Linked DNA regions of Mus musculus: region 1 is linked to region 2. The links are chromatin contacts, called in public Hi-C maps. All regions are on one chromosome and are shown on one strand. The core of a region is the stretch at or near the end of the contact, and the rest is flanking DNA. Distances in the headings are between cores, read along the strand shown.

Evidence for each region. A called contact is a pair of places that touch in the nucleus more often than the background predicts.
Region 1: a Hi-C map of the P5424 cell line shows a contact between it and region 2, with 2.3 times the contacts expected there. The contact joins the promoter of Zfp641 here to the promoter of Col2a1 in region 2. A contact is called at or near these places in 1 of 484 Hi-C or Micro-C datasets (the P5424 cell line) and 2 of 9 other capture datasets (adipose tissue and liver).

The regions. Positions count from the first base shown.
Region 1 is chr15:98,293,777-98,300,130 of GRCm38.p6, forward strand. Zfp641 (zinc finger protein 641) reads right to left here and starts at 2,385. Exons shown (of 6, transcript NM_173769.4): 1 at 2,279-2,385; 2 at 1-52. The coding sequence starts at 27.
Region 2 is chr15:97,999,311-98,006,025 of GRCm38.p6, forward strand. Col2a1 (collagen, type II, alpha 1) reads right to left here and starts at 5,414. Exons shown (of 54, transcript NM_031163.3): 1 at 5,099-5,414; 2 at 1,093-1,296. The coding sequence starts at 5,183.

The DNA.
Region 1 (6,354 bases), core at 1,135-3,634, 290 kb after region 2:
CAGGCCTACAGCCTGTTCCGAAAGCATGTCTGCAGCAAGCACACACTGTGACCTGGAACAAGTCAGGAAGTGATGCACTCTTCTATCATGGATGAGGATGATATGCCCAAGGAAGCTTCAGAGAACAGCTCTTAAGGCTAAGGACAGGAAATGGTCCAAGGAGCCCCATGGAAGATGAGCTTACCAAACATGGTGTGAGCCAAGCTTTCCAGGAGGAGCTCAGGAACTGACAGGCGCCACACAGTCAAGTCCCTGTTATTTCGAAGGCCTCACACTATCAACAGACCTTCACCCAGGACTGCAAGAAACTTCACTTTAAAACACAATTAGTCCAATCCTGAAGATCCAGAGGGTTTCCACTGTATCAAAATCACTCAAGGCGCAGCAAAGTCGTTGAGAACACAAGAAGGAATCCACTCAACAAAGATGGATGCTGTTATACCTGAAGATTCTATGCCTCACATTACATTTTCACCAACTGATGTAGAAGTCCCACCCGGGGCAGGGGGTGACCTGTGAGTACCTGCTGTCTCTCTCGAGCTGAACCAGATAGCCCTCCCTTAAGTCTCAGTGAAGGGACCCATGATCTGTCACACTTATGTAGGAAATGAGAACTGATAAAAACCCAGCAGAAAGACCCGTAAAGTAGACAGCTATAAAAGCAAGCTGTAAGCACTCAACGCAGCCTTGACAGGGGGCTGGAACTGCAGGTCAGTGCAGAGCCAAAGTTTAAAGGAGATCATGGAAAGATCAGCATGTGGAGAGACCCTGGGAAGCTGGAAGGTGGCGTCACTCATACAGTGTGACAGGGAATAAGCATCCCTGTGGGCTGAAGTGTGTGACAGGCACCGGTCACAGTGCCTTACAAAGAATATATCCAACTTCAAGAACGGTATGGGGAAGCCAGTGTTTGTTCACAGGAAGAGATTCGAATCAAGAAAAGGGCAGGAAACCCAGCCTCTGGAAAAGCTAAACCAACAGACATAGTTTGGGCTTGATAAGCAACAGAGGGTCGGCCAGTCAGGCCACCTGTAAATATGTCTATGTATCAAACAGAATAAATGGTTTTGATCACAGGAAAGACTTAGGCTAGTATTTGTTCGTTTCTGTTTGTTTTCTAGAGTCCACAACAATCCTAGAGCAAGACAGGTCCCATTTGATAATGACTGTGGAACAACTTACTGCGTGGCAATCCATGTCTGTCATTTTTATTCCCTTTCTATGTAGACGGAGCGACCAATAATCTCCCTAGAACAAGTCAGAATTTCAGGGGCAGGCTGGAGAGATGGCACAATGGTTAAGAGCACTGACTGCTCTTCCAGAGGTCCTGAGTTCAATTCCCAGCAACCACATGGTGGCTCAACCGTCTGTAATGGAGTCCGATGCCCTCTTCTGGTGTGCCTGAAGACAGTGACAGGGTACTCATATACAGAATCCCAGGGCTATTTTAGCTCACAGGATCATCCAGTAACATCTGCAGGAACCCAGGAGGCTGGGAAAGGCTACAGCAGACCCCAGGCCAGTTACAATGTACAGAAAGAACAAATTCCTCTTCCATCATTGAAGCTCAAAGATGGCTTTGGGGCCTCAGGGATACACCCTGGCCTGATTCTGCAGAGCGCACTGGGCCAGCTGGATGACAGAAAACCTGTGGAAATGTTAGGGGGAACCGGGAGCAAAGGATGGCATGGATCACTGTCACCTGCCTGCATTTCCTAGGGTGCTCCTGGCAGGGCCAGCACCTGGGCTCCCACCTTAACCTGTCTTCTATCTTTCCTTGTCCCTAGTTCAGGATGATCCCAAGTCTGCTGGAGCCTGGGTTCTTGGGCTTTCATTTCTTTTGCCTGGTTATGTATCTGGGAGGCAGGGCACCTGCTGAAGTTTTTTTTTTTTTTTTTTTCTCAGCGAGTTCTTTTGGACAGAGACAGGGCCTTAGTATCAAAGAGTGGCCCAAGGGCACAGGGACGAAGAGTGGCTCAGTGGCCCTGCCATCGCGGGTGTGGCACCTTGGGCCCCGAGCCCACAGCAGAATAAGGTTTCTTCTGAGTCAGACTCAGCACCCCCGGGAGGGTCAGATTTCAGAAGACTCGGGAACTGGCTAAGTGGGACTAGAAAACAGGTTCCCGCGAGCAGGGGCTATACCAAGTGACAGAAAGGTGCTGCGGGGACGCCCACGCAAGTGACAGCGGCGGGACCAGGCATGCGACACCGACGCCACTGTTCCCACGGCCAGGCTGGTGCCCTCCTCCACGCCCGCCCGCACCCCAGCCTCACTCACCCCGGCTCGGCCCCTTGGCGTTACCTCCCGCCCGGCGCGGCCGAGCCCGCGGCCCGCACAGCAAGCGACAAGCGACAGGGCCGGCGCGGGGCGGGCACAGGAAATCCCGCCGCTTCCGGGGCTCCGTGGTGCGGGCGGGGGCGGGCACGGGTGGAGAGGACCGCTGGACCCACACTCCTGTCGCCACAGCCCACGGGCTTTGCTGCTCCCGGGGCCCCGCCCACCGCCTGCGACCTCCCACGGCGCCTGGCGGTAGGGTGGGGGCGGGGGTGGGAGTTCAAGAGGGTTGGAACCCTCCCCTAGGACTAACCCTCCAGACAGACAGACTGCCAAACCCGACTGGACAGTGGACTTCTAATGATGCCTTCCTTCACGTTGGCTCCAACAAGATGGTGCTGTGTGAAGTGGGCAGTGATGCTTGCTGCATTGCCTTCAGACCTGAAGAGACATGGGCTACAAGTGTGCACTGCACATTTAGACGACTTGATATTTAAAAACGTAATATCGAAGCTACATTAGGTTAAGTGTGTTAGTTTTACATATTACAAATGTGACTTGCGACAGATTGATTTCTGTTGGCTGGAAAAGACCAGAAAGACCTACAAAACAGATAATGGTAGAAAGAACCTAGCTTGTAAACGTTAACGTTTGTTTTATCACAGTCATTCTGCAAAATCGTACAGCCTATCAGTGGAGACATGTGCCAAAGGCTGTCTGCCATAAACTATGTGATACGTATTTCTTTTAAAAATCTACTCCGAACTAGGATAGAAGCAAAGAGAAGAGATTGCGTTTAGCAGGGATGTCAGAGACTCACAGAAATAAGCAAAGGAGCGGGAACGATGGGATAAGAAAGATATATATATATATGAAAGGAGACCTGCAGTTGGCAACAGGTATAGAGGGCGTTCTTAGGAGCAGCTCGTGGGATGTGTGAGCATGGTTGGACCAGAATGTCTATCCTCAGCCCCAGCACCAGGCTTGGAAATTCTTGCTTAAGCAGGAGACATGGGGTTATCAGTGTAATCCAACAACATATCAGTGTCGTGACTCTAGTATAGACTTTTTCATACCATTCACGGCATGTTGTGGGTGAATGGTGTGAAAGCCAGTGGGAGCAGGATCTCTGCTCTTGGTTTTTATGAAAGGGCCAGGCATCTTTTACCTAGTGTCTCCACTGTCTCAAGTGGCCTTAGAATAGTCTTGTTCATGAGTAAGAGGGAAGAGAGCTGTGGCTGACCTGTCAGCAGCATTAGGGATCAATTCTGAAAATACTTTATTTATTTATTTATTTATTTATTTATTTATTTATTTATAGCGACAATAAAAGTGACTTTTATTAGAAAACAATTACTGTTAACTTCTCTAATGTGGATAAGTGCTCTCCAAAATTTTTCTCCTGAGTAATCTTTAGAGTTTGTTATACGCATGCAAAGTAAATATTTTTCTTGGCTTTTCTTTCTTTCTTTCTTTCTTTTTATTTTTAAAATTCATCTTACATCCTGATCATGGCCCCCCTCACCTCTCCTCTCTTCCCAGTCCCACCCTTACAATCTCTCCAATGCCCCCTCCTCTTCTCAAAGAAGGACACCCCTTGGGTACCACCCTACCCTGAGACATCTACCTAGTCCCAGGAGGACTTTCTCTCCCACTGAGGCCCAACCAGGCAGTCCAAGTAGAGGGGAAGGGAATCCAATGGCAGGGAACAGAAACCAAGACAGCCCCCACACCACTTGCCTGGGGACTCATATGAAGACCAAGCTGCACATTTGTTACAAATGTGTAGGGGATTTAGGTCCAGCTCCTGCATGTTCTCTGGTTGGTGGCCCAGGCTCTGTGGTCCCCCCATTGTTCCAGGCTAGATGACTCAGTGGATTTTCTTGTGGTGCCCTTGACCTCTCCAAGTTGCTCACTTCTATCCCCCACTCTTCCACAAAATTCCCCGGGCTTTGCCTGATGTTTGGCTGTGGGTCTCTGCACCTGTCTCTATCTGTTGCTGGAGGAAGCCTCTCAGGAGACAGTTAGGCGAGAGTCCAGTCTGCAAGTGTAGCAGAGTATCGTTAAAAGTGTCAGGGGTTGGCGCTCTCACATGGGTTGTGTTTCAAGTTGAGACAGTCATTGGCTGACTGATCCCTCAGTCTCTACTCCATCTTTATCCCTGCACATTTTGTAGGCAGGATAAATTTTGGGTCGAAGGTTTTGTGGGTGGATTGATGTCCCCCTCCTCCTCTGGAAGTCCTGCTGGCTACAGGAGGTGGCCACTTCAATTTCCATATCCCCCTCTAGTAGAAATCTCAGCTAGGGTCACTTCCATATACTTCCATAATTCTACAGGTATTTATCAGCTGTAGGAGTTCTCTGGTAGAGTTTGGGGGGTCACTTATGTATACTATCATATCATCTGTGAATACTGATACTTTGACTTCTTTGTTTCCAATTTGTATCCCCGTGATCTCCTTTAGTTGTCTTATTGCTCTAGCTAGGACTTCAAAGACTACATTGAAGAGGTAGGGAGACAGTGGACAGCCTTGTCACTGATTTCAGTGCAATTGCTTTAAGTCCTCTCCATTTAATTTAATGGTGGCTATTGGTTTGCTGTATATTGTCTTTATTGTGTTTATGTGTGTGTGTCTTGTATCCCTGATCTCTACAAGACTTTTAACATGAAGGGGTGTTGGTGTTTGTCAGAGGCTTTTACAGCATCTAATGAGATGATCATGTGATTTTTTTTCTTTTAGTTTGTTTACATAGGATTACATTGATGGATTTTTGTATATTGAACTATCCTTGCATCCCTGGGATAAAGCCTCTTTGACTATGGTGGATGATATTTTTGATGTGTGCCTGGATTCAGTTTGCCAGTATTTTATCGAGTATTTTCATATCAGTGTTCATAAGAGAAATTGGTCTGAAATTCTTTTTCTTTGTTGAGTCTTCACATGGTTTAGGTAACAGGGTGACTGTGGCCTCATAGAATGAGTTTGGCAGTGTTTCCTCTGTTTCTATTTTGTGAGGAGCATTGGTGTTAGCTCTTCTTTGAAAGTCTGATAGAATTCTGCACTAAAACTGTCTGGCCCTGGTTTGTTTGTTTCTTGTTTTTGCTTTTGGTTTTTGTGGGTTTTTTTTGGGGGGGGAGTGGGAGACTTTTAATGACTGCTTCTATTTCTTTGGTGATTATAGGGATGTTTAAATAGTTTACCTGATCTTGATTTAATTTTGGTAAGTGGTATCTATTTAGAAAATCATCCATTTTGTTTAGATTTTCCAATTCTGTGGCGTATAGGCTTTTGAAGTAAGACCTAATGATTCTTTGAATTTTCTTGTCTGTTTTTATGTCTCCTTTTTCATTTCTGATTTTTGTTAATATTGATACTGTGTCTCTGTCTTTTAGTTAGTTTGGCTAAGGGTTTGTCTATCTTATTGATTTTCTCCTCTTGGTTTCTTTGAATCTTTGTATTGTTTTCTTTGTTTCTAACTGATTGATTGCAGCCCTGATTTTGATTATTTCCTGCTGCCTACTCCTCTTTGGTGTGCTTGCTTCTTCTTCTATTTTCTAGAGCTTTTAGGTGTGCTTTTAAATAGCTGGTGTGAGAACTTTCTAATTTCTTTATGGAGGCACTTAGTAATATGGACTTTCCTCTTAGCACTGCATTTATTGTGTCCCATAAATTTGGGTATGCTGTGTTTTCATTTTCATTGAATTCTCAAAAGCCCTTAATTTCTTTCTTTATTTCTTTTAGACCCAGAGATCACTAAGTAGAGAGTTGTTTGATTTTCATGTGTGTGTATGCTTTCTGGCATTTCTGTTGTTGTTGAAGTCCAGTTTTAATTTATGGTGGTCTGATAAGATACAAGCGTTATTTCAATTTTCTTGTATCTGTTGAGGCTTGCTTTGTGACCAACTATATGGTCAATTTTGAAGAAGATTCCATGAGGTGCTAGGAAAAAGGTATATTCTTCTGCATTTGGGCAAAATGTTTGGGTACATTTGATTCATAATATTAGTTACTTTTATTAGTTCTCTGTTCAGTTTTTGTCTGAATTACCTGTCAATTGGCGAGAAGAGTGGGGTGCTG
Region 2 (6,715 bases), core at 4,164-6,663:
AGGAGAAGTGAGACAGGGATGATAATTTGACACTCAAACTCTCTTCGAAGGATCAGAAAGGAAAGGGCCACAACCGAGGAAGGAAGCGCATCCCTCTGTCCCCGGAATCCCTCTGTGGTGGGGTTAGGATCACGGAGCCCTTTTGTGGCTGGGGACTTAGAAGGGACAGAGGTGCCTCTACCTCATTAGTCAAGAAGCATGCATAGTGTACAGGAATATGGCGGAGAGCAGGGGAGGAGGCAACCAGGGGTTGGAGGGCAAAGCGCAGAAGACCCAGAGGTCAGGCAGTCCTTCCCAACCCGTGCCCTCCCAAAGAAGAGTCTAAGGAAGCCAGCCTTACATTAGCGTGGAGTCTCCTTGACGTAAGCACAAAAGAGAGCGGGACACAGGTGTTACAAAGAGCATTGCAGCCAGGGCCATCCCAGACCCATACGCCCCTCCCCCACCACAGCAGCAAGCTCCACTGGGTCCTCACACCGCACTGGTATGGGCGCCTCCCTCTGAGAATCTGCGCCATACCAGGCAACAGTGTGGGGGAAGCATGCAGGAAAGGCGACTTCTCGATTCCAGTTCAGCCCTCTTCTCCATAGGAGTAGGAAGGGAACCATGAGCCTGTGCGGGCATCCCCCACGCTCTCCGTAGGGAGATGGGACACTTGCGTGGGTGCTGGGAAGGGGTCAGCTGTACTCTTCTTTGTTAGCACTGGTTCTAGCTGGGAGTGGGTAACCACAGCAGCTTGCAGGGGCACGATCATCCTTTCAACTCCCAGAGCCCAGCTACCCCTTTGGCTTTTCTTAAATTAATTAGCCGACTTGACTCAGGAGGGAAAACTTTTGTGGAAGCATAATTGTGTTTCTGTACGCATCCTCCTGGGGTGTTAGGTGAGGGAGGGTCTCTGTAGTGATTCAGGCTCACCAGCCTTCAACCTGGTGGAACCGAGAAGTGGCCTTGCCTTTGTGCCCCTGCTGGTGGGATCAAATAGATTGATTAGCAGCTTCTCCGCTTCAAAGAGAAGGCCAAAACCCACGGAAGGCATTTGCTGTGTCTCCGAGTAATTTATTTATGTTGAATAATAAATAAATAAATTACGACCACTGGCAGTGGCGAGGTCAGCTGGGCAGATGGGACAGCACTCTCCGAAGGGGATCTCGGGGTTGAGGCAGTCTGGGTCTTCACAGATAATGTCATCGCAGAGGACATTCCCAGTGTCACACACACAGATGCGGCAAGATGAGGGCTTCCATACATCCTTATCTTTATACCTCTGCCCATTCTGCAGACAGCTGCCAGCCTCCTCTGCACCAAGTGGGGTGGGAGGGGCGGCGTGCCAAGCAGGAGCGGGGAAGAGCCAGAGAGAAAGAGAAAGAGGTTGTAATAAACTTGACATAATTAGTCCAAATGCTAGGGAATGGTGGGGGTGAGGTAGCAGACCACACCAGACAGGCTGAACTGACACAGTAGTTTTGAAAAACATAATTTGTCTTTCTATGTATTCTACAGTAGCTATTATGTTTTGCACTGTGCAAGACTGGTATGTTGGGTGGAGTGGGAATCGTGAACCAGCGATAAAGGAGGGCTGTTACTCCATTATGTCTCTTCTTCCCAGCATTGGGGGAGGGGGAATGGAGATAGGGAAGGGTAGTTGGTGAAACTAAGTGGCAGGGGGAGATGATGCTCTGAGCAGGAACCCTGGGGCAGTAAAGATGGAGAATACAGAAAAAAAAAAAATAGCGGGACACTCTAACTGCAGAGCAAAGACATCCTTTTTGTCATCCTCTAGGAATAACAAGATTTTCTAAATATAGCGACAACTAAGAATCAGAAAGCGCAGAGAATTCTACCTACAAACGTTAGAAGACACAAGCAATACATAATAATCTGAAAGGCAGGCCGAGCCCTCGGGCTGGGACGCTCCTGCCAGAAGTCTTGCCTCTGACTGAAGATGGCAGCCACAATATGGGTGGCAGAAGATTCTCAATGCCTAGTCGTGGCTAAGACTGACCAGTCTAGACCTGCGTTCTCCAAGAATGCTAAGAAGTAGCTCGGGCTGGACCCTCTCCACCAGCGCCCTGCCGTCTGGAATTCGCCCTGCACATGAGAACGGTGCTGACAAGAGAGCGCCAGGGACTGAAGAGCCCGCACCGTGTGCTAGGCAGCGCCCGGCGCTGTTTTTCTCATCAAAATCTCAAAAGCAGTGGCAAAAGCTGAGGGTGAATAATAGCGAAGAGCCACAAACCCAGTGGGCGTGGAGAGAAACGGGCCTGCCCTCTGCTCTTCAAGGAGGGCGAGAATCCAAAGATCAAAGTCTCCTTTTTCTTTTCCACTGGAAGAAACCCATCTATCTAGCCTTTAGATAAGACAATCGAGGAGAAGCTGAAGGAATCCCAGGGGGAAAAGGTCGAAGCTGCTGGGATACTCCCTGCTCCTCCACCTCAGGCTCCAATCCCACTTTCCCCACCCCCAGCGGCGCTAATATCGCTGGAGGTGAGGAAAGGCTAGTGACGCCCTGTCTTGACTAAGAAATGGCACTCTATTGCCCAAGACTGCCTAGGACAACCCGAGAAAATCCTGGAGAGGGTGCGTCGTGAAAGCTGATCGGGTTCCCCAGGAAGGGCGCCCTAGGGCCGCGCGGGCCAAAGGAGGGGCGGGTCTGGCCGGGTGTGAGAGCTGCTGGCTGACTCTTTGTGGCTGGGGCTCCGGACACAGCCCTCCAGCAGACAGACATCCGTAGAGTAAAATGTAGGATTAAATGACTGCCCAAGAAAGGAGCCAACGCTGTAACCAGATCGCCTAGGTGCGGTCCGAAGAAGCCAGCACCACCCTAATTGTGGCACGAAAGGGGCTACAGATAGCATCCTGGCCGCCCGATCCGGTTCCCCTCGTTACCGCCGTGCGGCATAAGTGATTCTTTGTGGCCGGCCAATTAAAAAGCTACCTCTTTCGGGGAACTGTTTTGCTTCGTCGCCGCTGTGCGCGGGGCTGGAGCCCGGGAGGTGGCGGCAGGCGGGCACGGGGGGTGGGGGGGGGATGAGGGCGGGGAGGCTGTGCATTGTGGGAGAGGGGGGTCGGGGAGTTGGGGGACCCACTGGGCCTTGCCTCTCATGAATGGGGCTTTTCTCAAGCGCATACAGAGCCCGATTCACAGCTCTCCACGAGGAACCAGTTTAAATAAATACGGGCAGGGTTTCAGCCCATCTGGAAGCCATCGCTGCCAATCCCCCAACGCAAACAAGTCTCACAAAGGAGGACTGAGGTCTCCCCTCCCGAACCAGCAGCACTTTTGGAAGGCTAGGGCTGAGAAATGCAGATGTGGGTCAATGTCTTCGCGGCCAACAAGTTTCCCAAACTCGTGGAAAGATGGAGAGGAGGAGCGCGGTGGACTCTAGGTTTCTGACATTCCTAACGTCCACACAGGCTACGCCTTGCCCCACGTCAGGTCTTTGGGTCCTGTGGATCCAAGGCTAGAGTGTGGGGTGTCTGCCATTGGTGAGGCAAGCTGGGGTGTAAAACCAACGATTTTTTTTGGGGGGGGGGGGCATGGTCAGATGCAGAATCGTAAGAGACCGAAAGTTTTAGACAACCTCCCCCCACCCACCCACACTCATACAAAGCTGTGGAATTCACTCTGTCAAAAAGGTTGCAGCAGTGAGAGAGAGCTCTTTGACACTTAAGCGAGCGCCTCTGCTATCAGATGAAGAATTCGAGAAAGCGTTAAGACGCTCAGTTCACTCCACTGCGCTCCATAAAGAACACCGGTCAAGACCGCAGCTTTGTGGGGTGTGTGCTTGAAAGTTTAGGACAAAAAATACAGTCAGGCCTATCTCAGACCACATACAAACACTTCGATGCCCCCCCACCCCCGCCCCCAGAGCTCGAACGCAGGACTCTGGCTTAGCTCGCCACCCTGCCACCCTGCGCGGCGGGGTCGGAAAGTGCTATCCCGGGCTTCTCGCGGCAGCGCTCCCCGCTCTAGCCCTGCCCCCCGCCGGGTCCGCCAAGCTAAAGAGCAAAAAGTCCGCCCGGGCCCGCCTCCTTCTAAAGCATCTCTGGAGACAGCCTGGTGGCAGGGGAAAGAGCACAGAGTCTCACGGGCAGAGGGTCTTTGATCCCCACCTACTGTCCAAACAGTTTCACCTGCGATTGATTAACAGTCTGTAACATACAGAGAAAGACAGGGCTGGAACCCTACCCGTCGGAAACGTGCCCAAACACGTGGAAGAAAATTCTCTACCTAATACACTTTCCAGGCTTCGGTTGTCCTGAATATAATCCCAGACAGTGGATCTTACCCAGGGAGGAGATGGAAAGGTGCGGGAACCGCCCTTGGACCGAGGCTATACAGCTGCCACCTCTAACGATAGCCATACGCAGGTCACTAGCCTGACCCCATATCCATCCACGGCTACACACGCTGTAAAGTAACTCATTGTAGGGTATACAGTGTGTGTGTGTGCGGGTGGGTGCTCTTGGGGACACATTTGGAAAGCAGGTCTGTTTGCAATGTCAACGTTTTTCAGTGTCAAATTCCTGCAGCCTAACGGAGGCAAGGGGAGAGCCGAGTTTCAAAGAAGGGCTGCCCGGCTGCACCTTACTGTGGGCCAGCCTGATAGCGGAGGGGACTGGAGAGCTGCGCTGAAGTCGCCGGGAGCCGCTTTTTCTTTGTGGCCTCAGATTTCAACCCATCAGGGTCAGAGTTAGTTCTTTGTCTAGCGCCCCTTTGAGTTCTGCAGCGTCTAACCCCTAGACTAGGCTGATAAATCAACCCGTAGGCGTCTCTCGATTTCTCTCCTACTTTTAAGTGTGGGGCTTCTTTTACTGAGCTCGAAACGTCCTGGTCAAAGCTGGTGGAAGGTGATGCGTCTGTGTTCAAACCTGTTGCATATCCTTGCTTAACGCAGGGACCTGAGAAAGTCTCCAATCGTGACTCTCACTGAAGATGCTGCGACAGAGGTCCTTACTCGCAGAATTAGGATCAGTGTACTCCTGTATACTCTGCGCTTAGGACTTAGCGCCCTAACCCGGACCAGTACTTGGGGGAGGGAGTAGGAGGAAAAGGGTCACAAGTCAGGGAAGTAGGCAGGGGCGGCGGGCGACTTACGGGCATCCTGGCCCTGACACCGTAGGACCGCGGCGATGAGCAGCGTCAGCAGCACCAGCGACTGGGGAGCCCCGAGGCGGATCATGGCTCACCGCGAGGCCTGGCAGAGCCTGGCCCGGGCGAAGCGCAGCGAGGCGGCAGAGCACGGAGCGGGTCCGGGTCTCTACCGCTCCCTCATGCAGGAGGCCCTAGGAGCAGGAGGAGGCAGGAGACCCGGCAGCCCAGCGGCGCTCTGCGTCTTCCCCCGGCAGAGGCTCCAGTTATATGCTCCCGGTCGCTCCAAAGGCTGGCAAACCGGCCCAAACCGCGGGCCGCCCCCTAGCCCCCCGCGGGGCTGTAACCTGAGACCCCGCCCCCGGAGCCCGCCCAGGCCGGACCAGAGCCCACACCTGCCAAGGCCAGTCGCCCCTTTCGTGAGCCCAGCTTCCCGCCCCCAATGTGCCCAGTGGCCTGATCGGGCGGGGCACCGAGACAGCCTCCGGTCGCCCCCACTTGGGACTGCCACACTGCCCCCTCTAACCACAGGCGGGAAGGGGGGGAGCATCGGGCCCCTTTCCTCGGAGTTCTGCTGGGGTTAGAAGGGAGGGGGTTGTTTGCAGAGGCATAAGCCTGGAGTTTTAGACCCAAGGCAGAGAGGACGAAGCAACAGAAAGGAGCAAGAAAGGTGGGGATGGGGAATTTAGGAGGCGGGGAGGTGCGTGGGGGACCAAAGCATGAGCAGATGGACGTTGTCCAGAATCCTAAATCTGGGGGACAGTTTTCCAGACCTGCCTTCCAGCTCCTTTGCGGAGTACCTGCCCGTGAGCTCCCACCTGGAGTCTCGGGGACCACAGCCTCCCTAACCCATCCCCCATCCAACTAGCTAGAAAAGGCCTAGGTAGAAGGGGGAACTGAGCGGGTGGCTAGGACAGGGTCTGGTGAATTCCTACACAGAGGGAGACCTGTGTGGAGGTCTAAGGGGCGAACAGGCCAGGGAAGGGACTAACGGGACTGCAGACAACCCCGGGGACAAAACGGGATGGATTGGAGACGCTTGTCTAGTTCGGCTCTTCCTGGCCCAGGTTCAGGAATCTCCAGGGGAGTGGGTGCCCTTAGCCTGGATAGAGCAACCGCTGGCCAGGGACTGTTGGCCACTCTGAGGCTCTGGCCAGAGAGTCTGGAGGTGGCTCCAGCTGGACTCGGCTTTGTGAGGGGCGGGGAAAGCGCCAGAGTTTCCTAGTTATTCCCCCACCCCAACCTCATTCTCCAAGTCTTCCCCTATCCCTGGACCTCCAGCCTCACCTACCTTCCTTGCTCCCCACCCCCCCACCTTAGCCCAAACTGCGGAGGTTCGGCCTAGCCCTTGCTATGTTCCCGGAAGTCTCCTTTGAGAACAAGAGGGTGAGGATGAGTCCCCAAATACATCTTTCCTTCAGGAGTGAGATGGTCCTCCGGTGAACTTTAAGCAAAGTGAAACTTGGAAATTAAGACCTGATTTAAGCAGTAACTCCTTTGTCTCGAAGTGGGTTTCTGTGTTGCTTTCCTCCAGGAAGCTGGAAGTCCTTGGGAGAAGCCACCTCTATGGACCTGACCGACACTCCCAGGGAATGCTGGAGTGTGTGGGGGCTTACCCAGCAC